2 separate regions of the Danio rerio genome follow, and region 2 is linked to region 1. A link is a contact called in public HiCAR-type data. All regions are on one chromosome and are shown on one strand. Each heading gives the region's core, a stretch centred on a gene start, on an enhancer-like site or on the middle of the called end of the contact. The rest is flanking DNA. Distances are from core to core; before and after follow the strand shown.

Evidence for each region. HiCAR-type assays count read pairs that join an accessible place to other places.
Region 2: a HiCAR-type map of caudal fin shows a contact between it and region 1, with 3 times the contacts expected there. The contact joins the promoter of acot14 here to the enhancer-like site in region 1. A contact is called at or near these places in 6 of 18 Hi-C or Micro-C datasets (caudal fin, embryo, hematopoietic stem cells and 2 more) and 1 of 4 datasets of contacts at active chromatin or transcription factors (caudal fin).

The regions. Positions count from the first base shown.
Region 1 is chr4:26,225,694-26,228,684 of GRCz12tu, reverse strand. It overlaps il15ra (interleukin 15 receptor subunit alpha), which reads right to left. Exons shown (of 5, transcript NR_153373.1): 2 at 121-171. Among named protein-coding and RNA genes, the nearest start is that of il15ra, 15 kb to the right of the region's middle. Within about 2 kb of position 1,459, at least 5 of the 62 cell types and tissues checked have an H3K27ac peak or open chromatin away from gene starts, as enhancers often do.
Region 2 is chr4:26,259,472-26,262,840 of GRCz12tu, reverse strand. It overlaps acot14 (acyl-CoA thioesterase 14), which reads right to left and starts at 2,046. Exons shown (of 12, transcript NM_001030110.2): 1 at 1,985-2,046; 2 at 1,369-1,459; 3 at 170-372. The coding sequence starts at 1,421.

The DNA of each region.
Region 1 (2,991 bases), core at 210-2,709:
CTTGAGGATGTTGATTACAAAGAATCACAAATATAAAAGATTTGATTTGTTTAACGAGATTAAATGTTCATTGATTATTATTAATCATATTAAATATTGTAATAAACTGTGAGTAATAACCTTTAGAATTAGCTGTCATATTAGCTGTTGTCTTCACAGATAAAGAGATTCCTAAAAAGTGGCAGAAGAAAAATTTTGCATTTATCATTATCATCATCATGAGTAGTATTAAATAAGTCTGTTACAGTGGTGAATCAAAAAGAAATAATGGACATCAAGTCACATAGAGTAGTTCACTCAACAATGTCACAGATTATTTTGTTGTGTTAGTCTTGTTAAACAATAAACATTGTAGATGTCACATGAGGAGGAATGTTTAGAGGAAAAGAGGAGTTTATGAAGGATACGCATAAAGAAATGATCCTTTTATTTAAGATCAGACAGTAAAAATTTGTTTGTATGATTTGGCATTATACAGTGCTCAGCATACATAAGTACACCCCTCACAAATCTCTTTTAAAGTCATATTTTTAATAGGAAGCTATACCATATTACATTTGTGCATATACATTAGATTAGTCAGTACTAAAGCCAAATCCGGAGCTTATCAAACAAAATAATTTACGATTACGGTCCAAAAACCAGTACACCCAAATTTATGTTATGTTATAGAAAAATATTAAATCTAAATTTAAAGAGGAAAAATCAAAAGAAGCAGAAAATTAAAAAAATGTAGCTGAAGTTTTGTATTTTGTAATTTTTATTTGCAATATTTTGCTTGAATTTAATTGTATTATTTTTCAATTTCTAAATCTGTTTGGTGACTAAAATAAGTCATAGGAATCTTCATCCAAGTTTTTAGATGTCATACTGTTGCTTTATATGATACAATATTAACAGGTTTTTTTTTATTGATTGTTGCATGGATGTATAAAGATATCACTTTTTTTTGAGCACATACAGTAACAGGATGTATGATCATGGTTCACATTGTTCCGGTTTGCACCCTTTTTTGCCTTAACCTCAAAGACCTCAGTGCTGAGTTTGACTTTATGTACGATTCTAAGTTTGATTTCTCACAAATACCCAATAACACGAAAATAATTGTAGCTGAAAAGCATTTGGAATTTAACAACAAAAATCTCTTTGAAAGGAGTCAGTGTATATTAGATATTTTGTAAACACAAAAAATAGGCACTAATGCACCAAGAAAATGATGCAAACGCATGTTGGATGTTTCTTTTACTGCTCCAATATATCAGGTCTCAGAGTTTCTACTAACAAACAGATGGTCTAAATCATGTGTGTTTGAGGAACAGGGTTTGGAAACACATGTTCACTTACCAAATAGTTTTATTTGGTGTTGAGCAAATTGTGAATGATTTGGGGTTTTCCACTGTGTACAGTACCTGGTACTTTTGAGTACAACTTTGGTACTAACAATATTAAAATACTAAGAACTGCAGATTACTGATTGACCTGAGAGAATCATAACTATCTGCCTCATATGATTTTTAATATATTCCGTTAGGTCCTTAAATAGTTGAACATCTACACAATTCTAACATTTTTGGTTATATACACCAGCACAATCGATTTGAAATGAAACAACCAAAATATGCTTTAACTGCAGACTGTCAGCGTTAATTTGAGGGTGTTTACATACCTTCCTGTTTTTGAGGCTCACCAATGGTTTACACCTTGTGGTGAACTCTCTTTATTCACTCTGGCGTAGTCTTATACTCCTGGAGAATGCTCTTGATCTATCCAGCTGTTGTAAAGGGTGTTTTCTTCTCTAGGGAAACTTTAGTCATCGTCATTTGATCTTTGGTCATCCACCACAGTTTTTTCCATGGTCTTCAAGGTCTTTTAGTGTTGCTGAGCTCACTGGTGCGTTCTTTCTTTTTAAGAATGTTCCAAAGAGTTGTTTTGGCCATGCCTAATGTTTTTGTTATATCTCTGATGGGTTTGTTTTGTTTTTTTACTCTAATGATGGCTTGCTTGACTGATAGTGACTTTTTGGATCTTATCTTGCGAGTTGACAGTAACAGATTCCAAATGCAAATAGAACACTTGAAATGAACTCTTATCTGAAATGACCTTTTATCTGCTCATTGTAATTAGGATAATGAGGGTATAACACACACCTGGCCATGGAACAGCTTAGAAGCAAATTGTACAATCACTTTTGGTCCTTTAACTAGTGGGAGGCACATATGTAAACTGTAATTCCTACACTGTTCACATAATTTGAATGTAAATACCCCCAAATTAAAGCTTAAATCTTGTTTGATTCATTTCAAATCAATTGTGTTGGTTTATAGAGCCAAAAATGTTAGAGCTGTATCGATGTCCAAAGATTTATGGACCAAACTGTATATAAATGTAAACAATGCTCAGTAAACTCAGTAAAATCAGTAAACAAATAATTTGAAATGACAAAGTTTAGCAAGTGGAGCTAATGTCAAATGTCATGTCAAACAGTAGAAATTTGGCTTAGCACACTTATGTAAACATAGTAATAGCTACAGTAGTTGAAGATTAATGCAAAAATTGTGCAGGGTTACTGATTTGGAATGACACAAGTGTGAGTAAGGAGTGATCTGTATGAATTAGAATGTTAATTTGTAAACGTCCATTAGCCCCATGCACCTTAACCCATCATAGTGAACTGCTTCACCTGTTGTTGTAGTAAAAGAGCTTGACTGTGTTTGTGGTGACGTTGTGCTCTTAAATTGTCTGGTAGCGATGCTGCTGGCAATTGAAGAAGCTGTAATTGCATTTGTTGATGTAATAGGCTCCGCCTCTTTTGTTGTGCTCATCAAAGTTGGCTGGTTGGTAGTTCTTGCTTTGGTTGTGAAAACTTCATTTGTTGTTGTTGGCAAAGTTATATACCCTGTTGCTGAAGTGTGCCATGTAATTAATATAAATGTGGGCCTACCCAAACAAAATCGAAACATACTTGTGTAATATAATAAAACGCGTACCTGT
Region 2 (3,369 bases), core at 797-3,296, 34 kb before region 1:
ATAGATAGATAGATAGATAGATAGATAGATAGATAGATAGATAGATAGATAGATAGATAGATAGATAGATAGATAGATAGATAGATAGATAGATGGGTCATTTTTTTCATGGAGTATGTTTACATGTGTTCAAATTTTAAAGAATCATGCATCAGATTGTTGTACACACCTGTTACTTTTCCATGTTTATCACTGATATAGTGTCCAAAAGCCTCCCAGAAGTCCTTATCTTCAGACTGATGTAGAGAGTGTAGCGTTACCTCTTGATTGGGCAGTAAATTCCTTATGATAATCTGAATTTTCTCGTCCACCATTCCTCGACATGGCTGAACAGTTAACAGAGGACATCTCCTACTCTCAGTGCTCACAGTTCTAGAGATAAATAAATGAAAGGCAGCAACGTCTTGTTTGCAAGTCTTGTTTCTGTTAAGAATACACTTCCATTCACATATTGGTTTCTATTAGTGGCTGATATGTTTAATAATATAAATTAAAACTAACTTTAAGACATTAAAAATTATTTAAAAAGCTAAAAAGTAAAAAAAATATTTGTGACTGAGTCATTGATTTACATACAAAACAATTCAGTGAAAAGTTCAGACATTTTCTATGGAGTAGGCATGGGCCAGTATACGATTCTGATGGCCTGATAACCCTGGATAAAAATATTACGATTTTACGGTATTGTGATTATTGCTCTGAAATATATTATTTTTAAATCGGAGTAAAAAAATAAAACTATTTTCAGCTTTGAACACATAATATTTTGTTTTGAGAAACCTTTAAACTATTTAGGAACAGTAAACATTTCAGGATAAATAATTCAAATTAATCATTGTCTTCTGCTGTCTTCATTTGTCTCAAAAACAGAGATTTCTTTACAGCTCAAGATCGTTGGATATCTTTTTTGCTGATATGCTGTTGTCCTAAAAAATACATTGACTTTTCTAAACCTTGAAAACGGTTCTTGTCCCATGCCTACTCATGAGCATGCCAACACATGTTATGTCAAAATTGTCATTGAATAAATCAACAATTCTTAATTGTTTTTCCCTCATTAACCTTGCTTCGGAAGTCACATGTAGGCAAGGCGGGCCACTTTTTTTAAAACATCTGTGGCTATCCTTTTGTGTCCTTTTTGAAACTGACACACTAATAGCTATTCAGTGGCTAATACACATTGCTGTCTATTAATAATTGTCATAGACTAGAAAGGCAAAATCCACAAGCTTTACAGCAAATGGCACATTTCTTTTGTGTTAGTCACAAACTATATAGGTTACGGTCATTAAAAAAATCTGTAACAGAAAAAACATTGAATTTTGTTTACTTTTTATAAGAAGTAAATAAAATAAATTTCTACGTTACCTAACTGGTGCTAACATGATGAAACGTCCAACAAGGGTAGACCAGCGTTTCATTTGTGAAAATAAACTGATTACAGTAAATCAAAATATTCCTGAAAAGAAAAAAAAAGTTAAATAAATGAAAAAACTTTTCAACATAGCGATGTGTAAAAGGAAATAAAATAAACATTGTAGCACGCAACTTTTTGTAAGACCTAGACGGAAGTGTTTAAAACTACTAAATGTATCAAGCTTAAGTCCAAATGATTGAAATATGTAACCTTGACGAAATTAGAGTTAAAACAATATAATTTTACTGTTGTCGTCTGCTGCGGTTCAGCAAGGGCTACTGCTGATGACGAAACATTACCTTTGACACGCATGTTTATGTCCTTACATAGGCAAAGGTATTTGTTTTAACTCTTTCAGGAGTTGGGACATACATGTTTAACTAAATTATTTCTATTCCGATAAACTATAAATCGTAGTTTAACGTGTTGTTTTGTTGTTGGGGAGACAGATCAAAACAACTGCAAAACAAGCCCACCACCATCACAAAGGTAACTTGTAGAAGTACTACAGTGATAGATTTTAGTGAATGGGGATATTATTAAATGACAACATAACTAGTTTCGTACCCAATCGATGTCGTTCCTGTTTTGGTGTTGTTGATACTCCCAGGCAAATCGCACACCACTTCGCGTGCACACATTGAATACCAAACTGTTTTATACCCCTAAACATCCCTTCCCCCGGCCAAAACGATTTGGGGGAAGGTCGCAAGTCGCATACCTCGGCTGAAACATGCTACTCGGCAGATCTTCGATCCAAGCGCCCCTGCCCTGTTGTTTCCGACTTGAAGTGAAAATATGGCGAAATATCATCAATCGAATAAATCATTCATTTTTTTTCTTCTTTTTTGTTGTGTTTTTAATTCTAAACGTTATAATATCTCAGATAGACAGTACATAGCCTAGGCCCAGTATGTCAGGAGGTCGGGTGGTTCGAAAGACACAACCCCCACTGATAAAAGGTCCAGTATTGTTGTCCCATACATGAGCTCATTTTTTAATTGTTTGTTTTATATCTTGACTGCTATGCTATTCCATCATAAATTCTGAAAATAACCCATCAAAGAAGGCTTTCAATGAATGCAAACAATATTCTAACATCCATGTGCAAGAAAACATACAATATGACGAAAGTGAAGTCACTACAAGTACAACTTTTATTCTGAATCTTGGACCTTATTCTTGATAGAAAAAAATACAAATAAAAAGTGGCCCATATTAAAGTTAATTTTAATACTAAAAGGGTATATTTGTTATCCATAATCTTTCAAAATGTATTTTTATAACAAAAACTTTTTCATTTTATCATAACTGCTTTTTGCTAATATAGGATGTAATAATCAAGCTAATCCAGCTAAAAATTGTTCTTAAAATATCTCTAAAATGCAGTATTTATAATTGCAGAAAGGTCCACATTTTGAGGAAAAAGAACCACCTTTTAACCAGGCTGGCTACGGGCATGAATCATGCTCTTTGATATTATTTATTCATATGGTTAATATGCACAGTTTATGTCCATACATAGCCTACAAAGACAACCTAATTGCAATTTAATAGAATGTTTTTGTTAATTAAACAATCAAAATACACTGTTGTATCAGAGAGTGTAATATAATTAGCTGTAGCAGCCTATAGTTATAGTGTACTGTGACTAAGAAAGGTTGTGTAATGTTAGTAATTTAAATAAAGTTAAATCAATGATTTTATAAAATAAAATTATTCTTTCTTTATACTTTAGACATGTAGATAATGTCCATCTGTATCTGCAATATGTGATGCAGGTACAAAAGGTTTAGGAATTTTATGAATTAATAGATTTAAATAGTTCTTTATGCTGTACACACGACATGCGTTAAGACCATATCAGTGGGTTTTAATTTTGATATTTTTTAAATTTGATCAAGTAATAAGATTTATGATATATAATATAATTAATATTGTTATCAGATATG